4 separate regions of the Mus musculus genome follow, and regions 1, 2 and 3 are each linked to region 4. A link is a contact called in public HiCAR-type and HiChIP or PLAC-seq data. All regions are on one chromosome and are shown on one strand. The core of a region is the stretch at or near the end of the contact, and the rest is flanking DNA. Distances in the headings are between cores, read along the strand shown.

Region 1 (3,008 bases), core at 174-2,673, 2.8 Mb before region 4:
TAACTTCATTAAAGTCTGTCTGAATTTATGGACCATCTCATGTTTGGTACATTTTCCTTCCAAACGCATCCTGGGATTTGAAATTGTCTATTTGTTACCTGGACAGGAAGCTCATGCTTTGGGTTTTCCAGTTAACAAGTGGATACCTGGGGCTATGCCATTAAGAGCACTGGCTGCTCTTCCAGAGGATCAGGGTCCAATTCTAGGTTCCCACATGCAGTTCTGGCCTCCAGGGGGCACTGCATGCACATGATGAACAGACATACATGAGGGGGAAACACGCATACACATTAAAAGCAAAACACGATAGGCACCCAGAAACACTTAGGACCAATGAAAGCACCCACCTTGGGCTCCTCAATTTGGAGCGTGATGACAAATTCGATGTTGGGTGGGAGCGCCTCCCTGGTGCCTTCCAGATACCTCTTTATGTTTGTTAGGGCGTTTACATCTTCGAGTTTTACTTCTCCTTGATTAGGAAACATAGAAAACAGCATTTCCATCTCCAGCAGCTGAAGCTGAAGGCTTTCTTTTACTGACCCTGACATGTCTCCAAATCAGCCGGCTTGGAAACCTGGAAAAGGCCCAGAAATAATGGGGTTGTAAATGACGACTGGTGTCCAGGAAATTTTCCCAAGGTCCCTTTTCTAAGAGGCAGTCCCGCTGTTTGTAGAGAGCTACGGGCACGCATCCATACACTTTAGATTTCTCTCCTAGCCCCCCCCCCCCAATCTAGTACGCACAACATCCTTTAAAATGCTCCCTCAAACCCCAGAATCCTTGTCTCTCCTTCCCACCCTTGCCGGCCATTCTGGAGTCTGCGCTTTCAACAGGTGCTCGGGTGACAGATTTCGTGGCCGGTGGTTGCAAACACCTGTATTCCTGGTCAGCCTCAATCCCGGGAAAACCAGGGACCGGCCCGGGAATCCCACTTGGATCTCAAGCCTGCGCAGCTAGGAAGGATGCCTGCAGTGCGGAGGGGAGGGCTCTAGGTCATCCCCGCCGCCAGCCCCCATCCGCAGGCCCCCTCGGAGGACAGCCTCCCCGGACCGCAGTGGGGTGCAGCATCTCGCGCAGGTGCATAGGGACGCCACCGCAGAGCCAGGGGCTGGGAGGAGGGGTCTCAGCCATTTCCACTTAATAAAGTGACGCCTAGGGCTAAGCGGGTGAAGACCCGCGGGGATGACGCTGACCTCGCCTGGCAGGGGCTGGGCTGGGAGGTGATCTCGGTGGTCGGAGGGACGTCAACGCTCCCGTTCTTTAGGGACCCGGGACCCTGAGGCCCAGGCTGAAAGGCGCAGCTGTCCACCCCGGGAGCTAACCTTCGGCCCGCCTTAGCCGCCTTAGCCTCACCCTTTCAGATCACTCAAGCCAAGCAGCCCCGAACCCGCTCCGAACCGCAGCCGCAGTTCCGCGGGCGCGAGCAGCGCGCGGACGGCTGGGGGGCGGGGCTTGGCGCATAGGGCGGGGCCACAGACACCAACCCGCCGCGATTGGTCGGGGCGGGGCTTGGTGGTGCAGGGGCGGGTTCAGCGGCCCTTCCGGGCTGTGATTGGTGTGGGCGGGGCGTCGGGCCGGAAGCAAAGCTGGGCCACGTCTGCGAGGTCTGAGAGAGTTGGTTTGGTGCGCACTGCGCGGCCGCGTCTCGCCTGTGGAGAGAACGTTCTTGCTCCAGATCTAGGTGAGCGGGCGTGGAGAATGCCGGGCCGCTGTGGGTGGGGGTTCATCGGCAGCTGAGGCTGGGGCATGACTGCCGGACCTACCTATCCAACGCTGCGCGCGGCCCAGGTGCCTGAGGTCCTCGCGCTGTAGTGCGCGGAGCCGCGAGTCAATCAGTAGCTCGGAGCAGGATGCATCCCCAAGGGTGGCAGTTTGAATGAAAGAAGCAAACACTGTTAGGGCTTTTAATAAACATTGCCATACCTAATCGAAATTAGTTCGAGAACTCCAAATGCATTAAAGGGTGGAAGCATGCCGTTGTTCTATGACTGTGATTTTCCTTTGAGAGTTCTGAATTTCGTAGGAGTGGTTGACGCCCCTATGAATAATAGGGATACATTACCAACGGGTCATTTTTTTTTTTTTTTACAAAATTATATTCGTCCTTGTGGACAAAAGTTTGATAACTAAAGTAGCTTGGGAATGATCTATTTTACTAACCGGAGAAAAGCAAACATTTCCCCACACTTCTGGTAGTGTTGTGTATAGAAGCAAGGAAGGACAATAAAGCGAGGAGGTGTGGCTGTTAGCGGAGGGACAGCACCCCCTCTCTGGGCAAACTAGGATAGAGCTGACCCAGGAAGTACAGTTTGTGGCTCTGCAAATACACCGCTGGCCGAAGTGGAAAACCCGAGTTGAATGAATTGGAGGTATCCCACACTCACTTGTTTTTAAATGACAGGTTGGAAGTAGCATGGTAGATGTTAGTTGTTTTTGATGTTACTTTAGAAGGCTGCCATGCCTGTCTTTATGGAGATTGGTGAGGCTTCTGTGAGATGGCCTAGCTGATGGGGGTGGGGGTGGGGTTGGGTCTCAGACCAGAGGAAATGACTGTCCATTGTTTTTCTTTTGGGACTGTTTCTTTCTAGCTTGAGAGGAACAGCAAAAGAGCCACACGGATTCCAGGTTTCTGACCTTCAGCCTCAGCCTTTCACTGGCCGCACACCAGACTTTATATGATTAACCGAGGCCCACACCGGGAGTTGACCCTTCTGTAACATAAAATGATGGTGTGATGGCATTACTTTAGGACAGTTCATCCTGAAGACAGAGTGGAATAGGAGTGGACAGTGGCTGGTGTCTCTCCCGAGTCTGTCCTGGAGGGTATGGTTTAGGCAGGGGCTTCTGGGTAATTTTAACTCCAGGGTCTCCTTTTCTCTTCCCTGCCTTCCCAAAAGTGGTTCTCTGGAGAGGGTCCCATTGAAACAAATGTGCTACATTGAGTTGGCAGTTTACCAAGCAGTACTTGAAAGCTTTCCCTTCTTTTATTTCTTACTCTTGTAGGCATG
Region 2 (2,883 bases), core at 168-2,667, 2.9 Mb before region 4:
CAGTCAGCAAGTTATGACTTTTATAATTCTCTGTACAAATGAACTTGGCGGCGGGGAGGGGGGGATGTCAGAAGCCAGAAAAATTAATAAAGACAGGGAAGAAGAGACTTGATATACCAGACAACATCTTTCTGCATGTGTGTGCACGCCTTGGTTCTTGTGAGTAAATGGAACCCCATGGAAGTCAGAAGACAACCTTGAGTGTGGTCATATGCCAGGCTAACCCCCTAGAAGCTTTCACAGAGTCTCCTATGTTCTCTCCCCATCTGCTATAGGGCACTGGGATTTCAGATGTATTCTATCTCCTCTGGTTTTCTGTGGGTTCTGGGGATCCAAACTCAGGTCTTCATGTGTGTGAGGAAAGCCTTCTATTTGCTGAACCATCTCCTCAGCCCTGAAGAGCGACTTTCCAAATTGAAGATGGTATGGAAGTCAGATCAATCAGGCTTGGGAGTTGCTGCAACTTTCCAAAAATTCTTATTATTATAAAAGGTCTCAAGATCTCACACACCCATACACAGACACAGACACACACACACACAGAAAGACACAGACATATATACACACACGTACACACACATGCATATTTACACATATACTAACACACACTTACATACAGTCAGACACACATACACACACACCAACACACAGATGAGGCAAGAGAAATATTTAATCTCCATGTGCCCTTCACTCAGCTTTGGTAATTCTCAATACTTGGTTATTTTTTCAATCCACTCACCCCTGGCTGGTCCTTTAAAGCAAGCCCAAGATCTCCACTTCATCTCACCTCCTCGTCCCACGGGTCTTCCACTGTTCATTTCGCTACCCAGGCAGAAGGGAGAGGAGAGAGGGCAGGGCGACAGAGAGAGAATGAGGCAGACAGAGGCAGAAAGTACTTCGGCAGCAACTTAGGGAAGAGACAAACCTCTTTCCAGGAAAAGTTTTTACACCTTTTCCAGTGACATCTGTTAATAATCACAAAAATAAAGAGGGTCCCCTCTGGTACTGTTTAAGCAGAAAGCATTCCATTTGTATTCCAATGCAAACATCACTCACTCCTCGGATGTTAACCTTGCAGTGGCCGTTACTCATTCAGAATGGAAGAAGGGTGGTTGATCTCTAAAAAACAGCCAGCCTGTGATCCCTTCTTTAGTGCTTTTCTGTGTTCCTCCTGTGGGTCCTGCCTTGTTCAGGAGTGGTCCAGCCTCTAGGGTGCCCTCCTGTGCAGTGAGTTCATCCTTACCTGAGATGCTTACTGTATCCTCCCGTCCCAGGGGCGCTGCCCAGCAAGGATCCGGGTGGATGCAGACACTGGCTACGGAAGGTGCCAGGAGCCTAGTGGGCAGCAGAGTGCAGGGTCCTCTCAGCGGAGCTTCCCCGAGTCCGGGACCAGGCGAGAGTGGGGCTGCTGCACTGAGTGGCTGGAGATGGGAGGGGAAGGGGCGATGACGCTGACTTAGAGGGGAGGGGTGGGCGGATCCTGCTTACACACCACTGCATCCCTGCTGCACACCGATGGTTAAGAGCTAGAAAAAAACTCTAAATGGGTTCGCAAGAATGTAGGCACCCAGGGCGTGTTTTAACCAATGTTTTAAAAACAAAGCAGCAAAAACAAGAGGAGGAGGAGCGGCCAGCATGCCTAAACCAACTTAATCAGTATTAGCACGAAGGGAGTAAAGGTTATGGTTACCTCCAACCCAAGAGTCTCCATCTAAGGCCAAAGGCAGAGGTGAGGAGCCTACGCTGGGACACTGGGACACCCAGGGAGCAACTTGTGCAGCCTCCTGTGATTCACTTCTGTAGCTTTATTTTGAGCCAAGTTTGGCATACTCCCACTCCGGTCTCCACAGAATTCCCATCACACTCTTTCTGTTCCTTTCTTCTCTCCTCGGGATGGGGCACTCCTTTGGGATGGAGATTGTATGAGGAAAGCATTGTCAGCATTCCTTCTAGGCTCTGCCCTACAGTTACCTGGCAACAGCTAGGTATGACTGACTCAGTAAAAAAAAAAGGGGGGGGCTATTTGCCCCCTCCTTACTTATCCTCTTGCTCTCTTCCCTCTCTGTACCCTTCTCTCAACATTCCCCTCCCACCTCTCTCTCTCTCTCCACGTGTTCATGGCTGGCTTCTCTCCTCCCTTCCACTCCCCTCCCCACCCCTCCCCTCCCCACCCCTCCCCTCCCCACCCCTCCCCTCCCCTCCTCTCTTCTCCTCTCCTTGCCCCCCTTCTCTCTTTCTGTCTCTACTCCCTCCTAAACTCCCTTCCCCCTGCCCAAAATAAACTCTACTCCATACTATATCACACATATACTATATATGTGACTGGTCTCTCAGGGGGAAAGGATGCCTCAGTATAGACCCACAGAGGCACCCCCTTCCACCTCACCATACCTCACTCTACCAAACATATCCTGGTTCTTTCTTTCTTTCCTTTTTATAAAACACAACAAGCTTTACTTTTTCAGCTTTTACTGGGAAGCAGGTCTGGAGCAAAGAAAAGAAACCCCGAGTCCTGTATTTGGAATGTAGTCCAGTGTATGGGGCATTCACGTAAGCATGCCCAAGACTTAAGGTTTCATCCTCAGAGCCTGTGCTCACAACTGCCCCCTGACTAACCTCCATAGCCCCCCAACACAGAGAGAGAGGGGGGGAGGGGGAGAGGGAGAGGGAGAGGAAAATAAAATAAACTACCTCTGTCAGTTCTGACCTTCATAGCACCAAAGAATCAAATAAGTTCACAGGCCTAGTCTATCATGGAACAACTGGTTCTTTGTACTATATTCATTGATTGGTTGGTTGGTTGGTTGGTGGGTTGGTTGGTTATATGAGGAGCACATGTTTGCCATGGTACATGGGTGGAGGCCAGAAGACAACTTGTAGAGA
Region 3 (2,968 bases), core at 118-2,617, 2.9 Mb before region 4:
GTTGTAAAACTCACAATGAAAGGTGTCATGTTAAGTACAAGAAATGTTTTTGAAGAACTGTGCAATGCTAATATAATGCTTTCTATAAAATAACTGAGTCTAGATAATTTAAAAGCCAGGCCAAAGAAACTTCTGAATTCAAGCATAGCCTAAAAGCTATCGTTGTACTGGTAGAGTAAAGTAAAATAATTAGAAAACATTTCACAGGTATCTAGGCAATATATAACCCCATAACCATTCCTCAGTGTTTAGGCGAATACCATAGAATCTGGCCATGCGATTACACTAAAAAGAAAAGGCTTTGGTGTCTGAAGGCTGCTTGATTGTTCTGTTCTGTTTTAATCAGACATCCCTGAGTGGCATGGGACTTACTTCTCCAGTCCTTTAATCTTTAAGTAGAAATATCAATAATGCAACCACAGGGTTTGAATACTGGAAGACCTTTTATTCTCACCCTCTTTCCTCAAAGAAGAAACCATATAGTCTTGCAAAAATGAACATCTTGGTTTCCAGAACGCTCAGGGGAGTCCTTCTTAAGCTCAATAGGTCTGATCACTGGACCCGTGTACTCTTAACACCTCTTCTCTTATCGCGTTCAAAAGAAATTCCCCTCCTATGCTATTCAGATACAGGCGGGGAGTCGCCCTCTCGCCCAGTGCCATCGAGGCCTGGACTTTCTGGGTCAAAGTTGATCCCCCTCCTGCATCAGGCCCCGGGGGCATGGCTGGCACCCAGGACGTTGGGGTTAGGGGAGGACAGTGGACGAGCCGAGGAAGCGAGGCGGCCCGCCCCTCACCCGTCGGGGCCCAGGTCTCTCGCTTGGCGTTCACCAGCCTGGCCGGAGCCCCGCCCCCGCCCCCTCGCACGGCGGCTCGGCCGATGCCGCCGTGACTCAGCGCTTCTCGCGGGCCGCCCGGCCGCGGCGGCGGCGGCTAGGCGCGGGCTCCTCCCGCCTCGCCACCCCCTCTCGCCACCCACGCCCGCCCCCGGCCGCGGGGCCTTCCGTCGCACGGCCGCCGCCCGCCGCACTCCGCGTCCGCCCCGCCACCGTGCCAGCCATGGAGCCCCGAGCCCCCCGCCGCCGACACACCCACCAGCGCGGCTACCTGCTGACGCGGGACCCGCATCTCAACAAGGTGAGCCCCGCGGCCCCGAGAGCCGCCCTGTGCCCGCAGCCGGCCGCTGGGCCGCGGGGACCTGCGTGCCACCGAGGGGACCGTCCCACCCGGGAGGCCACTGCGGAGCCGGCGCCCTCGCCTCTCAGCATCCCGATGCTGGACCCCGGGGAGCGATGTAACTTGTGGTCCGCTCTTCTTTGTCTGCCCCTTTCCCATCCCGGGAAGGGCAGTGTGGACCAGTGTGGGAATCGAGCGTTTTCCGTGAGGGTGGCAGGCGGGCGGCCAGCTCAGCCGCGACGTGCCTTCCCGGTCCAGGTGACTGGACTGGCAATGACCGGAGGCTGCTGTGGAGACAAGTGGTCCTACCGGTCCTGCCTTGAACAGAGATGGCCTCTGAGTGCCTGGGATCCCATCCACAAGATGTGGGGGCTCCAGGGCCTCTTGGCTTCTGGGATGACATTGGTTGTATGGTGTGGGTGGTTTCTTGTTGAACCCTACGTGCATGCCTAGGTGGGAAAACTTACATGATACGGCGGTACAGTCATTTATTTTATTTATTCATTTATTTTCCTTTCTAAATTCTGACTTTTGGAAAGTTATTATTTTTTTTTAAACCAGTCCTCTTTTTTTCTTTTCTTATTACAAGGAAATTCAATGTATGCCCCAGATCAGAGTTCCCTTTTCTCATGCTGTGATATCTCTCCTCCCACCCTATACCCAAGATCTCCCCTAAATGAGAACATTTTAGAAATGATCAGTTTGCTTTTGTAAGTAACTAGGTCTTATTTTATAGTGTGGGTGGTTGTTAGAATGGTGTGTGTGTGTGTGTGTGTGTGTGTGTGTGCGTGCGTGCACGCACGTACGCACATATGTGCATGCACGTGTGTGCATATCTGATTTCCTATTTCTTCAGTATGTGGAGAGTGACATGAGTGTCAGCATGGAGGCCTGTTAAGTCTTTTAGGGTATCACTTTAGTGAACCTCCTTTTTCGTTAAGAAGTGTACCTCAGCATTTCTCTCTAGTCATGTTATGGGTGACTTGTGCTCATTATTAATAACTTAAACACGTGTGATTATTTTGCGCATTATAGCTAGTTTGAGTTTGTAATTTTTTTATGACTCTTTTTTTTTTTTTTTTTTTTTTGGTTTTTCGAGACAGGGTTTCTCTGTGTAGCCCTGGCTGTCCTGGAACTCACTCTGTAGACCAAGCTGGCCTCGAACTCAGAAATCCGCCTGCCTCTGCCTCCCGAGTGCTGGGATTAAAGGCGTGCGCCACCACGCCCGGCGAGTTTGTAATTTTTTTGTAGTGACTTCTACAAATCTTTATTTGATTATTTATAGCTATGTAGTGTAAACATTTTAAGTTTCCTACTTATTTTTCCTTCAAAATCAATGTAATTGCTAGTTTGAATTTTTTTTCTTCCTATTTTATTATCCTGTAGGTCGAGGACTATTTTCACTAGAACAAAGGTAAACTTTGGTGTGACAAAGCCACTTGTGGCTCTCACGTGTTACCTGCCTGTCCTGACTTATGACGAAATCATGGGTCGCCTTGACAAGATCACACGAGTAGCAGAACCTGTTTGATTTTCTTAAGTCAAGGTTGAAATGTTTGTTAAGAGTGGGTAGACAGGCCAGCCCATCCCATCCCATAGCAAAGGCATACTTTACTGGGTTTGGAGTCTCCTGCTAACCTGTAACAGTTGATACCCACTGTAGAAACGATACTGTCACAAAGATCTTACACCAAAGGTAGAAAAGTACAGTCTTAATGTGTGCACACATTTTACCTGCAGTGTATCAAGTTGGATTACAAATCTGGGTCATCTTGGGACAATCAATAGAAGGA
Region 4 (2,717 bases), core at 75-2,574:
GGTAGGAATCTGTTCTCCATCATAAAAACATCCAAGACTCCAAGACAATACAGAGGTAGCAACCAATACCATAAGCAAAGGGAAACCTAACTCATACTCACATTAACAAAGGAAATGAAATTTGACTAGAATTCTTTGTAGTTACTAGATTCGTAACTAGGAATTGAGGTGTAAGAAATTCTTTAATTTGAGAAACTTCATTCTGGCAAGCAGATTTGACAAATTAATAAATCATATCATTTGGTTGATTTCAGAATAAAGCATGTAAAGAAGGCTGTGGGGGTCTGAGTTATATAGCAAATCAGTTACCTTTAATTAGCCTTCCTCGCCGAAGCTCTCTCTACTTAAACAACTCCCACTATGCTCTGAAGTGATGTGCGTTATAATTTTGTCACCATAAATATTTATGACTTGCTATTTATAGCACAGAGTTAGGGCTCAGGTAGTACTCATGTTAACAACGTTGAGCATTTGACTCAGTGACCTCTAAAATAAGCATTCTAAATCAGTCAAGTGGAGAAAAAAAGCCGAAACAAAAGTGGATGGCACATCTGAATAAAACGCATATGAACTTGTTATTGGACCATTCACTGAAATCTTGCTTTATGTCAGAAACTATAAAAATGGCATAGTGTGATTTTGTTGCTGCAGTTATTGTTGTTGCTATTTATTCATAGAGACTGCTTTCTTCTCACAAGTCAACTGCTCTTTTTCTCCTCAGCATCACCCTTTCAGATTGACCTGAATCTCATGTGGTGCAAGTGGACTCTTTTAGCCTATTCTTATGGCTCCATCCTCTCTGAACTACCAATAGCCTAATTTGGTACAATTATATTGCTTTGATCGGCCAGTGTCGCTGTTTTCAATACTCACAAGGATTTAACTACATGCTAATAATATTTACGGGGTGACCACAGACTACTCTCCTTTGCCGCTGCTTAAGACAAATGGCATTCCTTTACAGTGAAACCACCCGCATTTCCTTGTCTGGGTGACAAGCACGTGCCACAGGCGAAGACAGCAAAAGCACATGTGATGGAGGTGAATGATAGGCAAGAACCAGAAATGCATCGCGTACTTCATCTTTGCCCACAAACTCCCACTTTTTCCCGTCCGGTTTCCCACGTTGCATCCGGCAGAACAGAGGTAACCGTGGGCAGGAAGGCAGGGGAGGAGGACTGGGTACGAGGTGTCCCCCTGCGGCGTTCCTGTGGCCCAGGTGGTGGCCCGGGGCTGGCCTTAGCGCGCCTGCGCAAGCCGGCCACCACTCGCGACCGCAGCATCCCCGCGCCCGGGGCGAGAGGAGGCGCCGCCCCGCCCCGCGCGGCCACGTGATGCGGGCGAGGGGATTGGAGCTGCGGCAGCGCGCGGCGACAGAGAGGAGCAGCGCTGGGCGCTCGTGGCTGGTCCTCCTCCTCCTCCGCCCTCCGGCTTCTTGTCTCTGCTGTTCGCCGCTGCTCTCCGCCTGCATCCCCAGTCGCGGCGCCTGGAGGAGGAGGAGACGCCGCTGCCAGCAGGGTTCCCGCCGCAGTCGCCCACGGTCCATCGGAGCCTCTCTTCTCGCCGCTGCTCGTACCTCTCCTCGCCAAGATGGGGCTGCTGGACTCAGAGCCCGGCAGCGTCCTGAACGCGATGTCCACGGCATTCAACGACACCGTGGAGTTCTATCGCTGGACCTGGACCATTGCAGGTACAGGCGAGGGGCCTCACCCATCTCCTCTGGGTGTTCCTTGGGCTGCCCACGGCTCAGACGCCAGTCCCCGGCTTCAGCGCTAGGCAAGGCCCTGCGCCCCCTACCCAGCGCCTTGAGGCTGTTGGGGGCGCTCGGGTCCCCGCAGATGCGGCGCCGCGGACCTCGCGGTTGTGCACTGGTTAATCAGATGAGACTCTCAAGGCGTACTCCCCCCCACCCCCCATCCCCTCAACACTCCCATCTCTTCAGCTCCGCGAATGCAGGAGCTGACTTAACCAGATGCTACCAGTGCAGCCAAGGAACCACCCTGCCCTGACGCCCGCATTTCCCGAGCTCGCCTATTATCTTATGCACTGGTACTCCTTATAGAGCGATAGGCCTGGAGGCGGACGAGGGCTGCGACTATACCTGTCTCTCCGCTACTTCAGCTTCCTTGAAGACTTTGACAAACCACTCATTATCTTCTTCCATTTAGCTAACCTCTTTGTAGTATAATTTCGACTGAAAAGTAAAATAACATTATTTAGCTTCTTGAAGAACGTTAGTTTTTTTGTGGTTTCCCAGTAGCAAATCTGTTAGGCTACCCTCTGCGAGAGCTTTGCGCAGTGCAGTGCCGTCAGGGGGAGGGGAAAGAAGGCAGGCTTTGGGCTGGGGGTCTCCGCAGCAGCACCTAGAGGATGGCTCAGAAGCCTGCATAAGCATAAGTACAGTGTACTGAAATTAGCGAACTTTCCCTTCAGCTGTTGAGTTTGCAGAGCAGGGCTGTCATTGAGTGACTTAGTTTTCCTAGCAGAAGTAATTGTAACATAAATGTTCACGTTTTAACATTTCTTCACTTGCTTTGTTGCTTTAAAAAGTTTCCGAGACCTTAAACGTTAAGTTTAAAGGATCCCAGGGAATAGTTTGGGGCTTTAAATTTGTGTTGTGTGTTTGCAGTGTGACCCTGTATTCTAGCAACGGAGGATGTTAGCAATATAGGTTATGATGGCTGTCTTCTTTAGAAGTGAAAAGTTTCTTCTTTAGT

What was found. HiCAR-type assays count read pairs that join an accessible place to other places. HiChIP or PLAC-seq counts read pairs in DNA pulled down with a chosen protein or histone mark.
Region 1: an H3K4me3 HiChIP or PLAC-seq map of embryonic forebrain shows a contact between it and region 4, with 8 times the contacts expected there. The contact joins the promoter of Rwdd2a here to the promoter of Elovl4 in region 4. A contact is called at or near these places in 1 of 39 promoter capture datasets (pre-B cells) and 2 of 115 datasets of contacts at active chromatin or transcription factors (astrocytes and embryonic forebrain).
Region 2: a HiCAR-type map of astrocytes shows a contact between it and region 4, with 6 times the contacts expected there. The contact joins the promoter of Prss35 here to the promoter of Elovl4 in region 4. A contact is called at or near these places in 1 of 39 promoter capture datasets (frontonasal cranial neural crest) and 1 of 115 datasets of contacts at active chromatin or transcription factors (astrocytes).
Region 3: a HiCAR-type map of astrocytes shows a contact between it and region 4, with 5 times the contacts expected there. The contact joins the promoter of A330041J22Rik here to the promoter of Elovl4 in region 4. A contact is called at or near these places in 2 of 39 promoter capture datasets (cranial neural crest and hippocampal neurons), 1 of 115 datasets of contacts at active chromatin or transcription factors (astrocytes) and 1 of 9 other capture datasets (liver).

What each region holds. Positions count from the first base shown.
Region 1 is chr9:86,570,403-86,573,410 of GRCm38.p6, reverse strand. Rwdd2a (RWD domain containing 2A) reads right to left here and starts at 1,423. Exons shown (of 3, transcript NM_001145969.1): 1 at 1,354-1,423; 2 at 348-574. The coding sequence starts at 548. Pgm3 (phosphoglucomutase 3) reads left to right here and starts at 1,569. Exons shown (of 13, transcript NM_028352.4): 1 at 1,569-1,681; 2 at 3,004-3,008. The coding sequence starts at 3,006.
Region 2 is chr9:86,742,167-86,745,049 of GRCm38.p6, reverse strand. It overlaps Prss35 (protease, serine 35), which reads right to left and starts at 1,417. Exons shown (of 2, transcript NM_178738.3): 1 at 1,244-1,417.
Region 3 is chr9:86,693,841-86,696,808 of GRCm38.p6, reverse strand. A330041J22Rik (RIKEN cDNA A330041J22 gene) reads right to left here and starts at 1,367. Exons shown (of 3, transcript NR_045835.1): 1 at 1,107-1,367. It overlaps Me1 (malic enzyme 1, NADP(+)-dependent, cytosolic), which reads left to right and starts at 895. Exons shown (of 14, transcript NM_008615.2): 1 at 895-1,136. The coding sequence starts at 1,059.
Region 4 is chr9:83,804,912-83,807,628 of GRCm38.p6, reverse strand. It overlaps Elovl4 (elongation of very long chain fatty acids (FEN1/Elo2, SUR4/Elo3, yeast)-like 4), which reads left to right and starts at 1,324. Exons shown (of 6, transcript NM_148941.2): 1 at 1,324-1,690. The coding sequence starts at 1,591.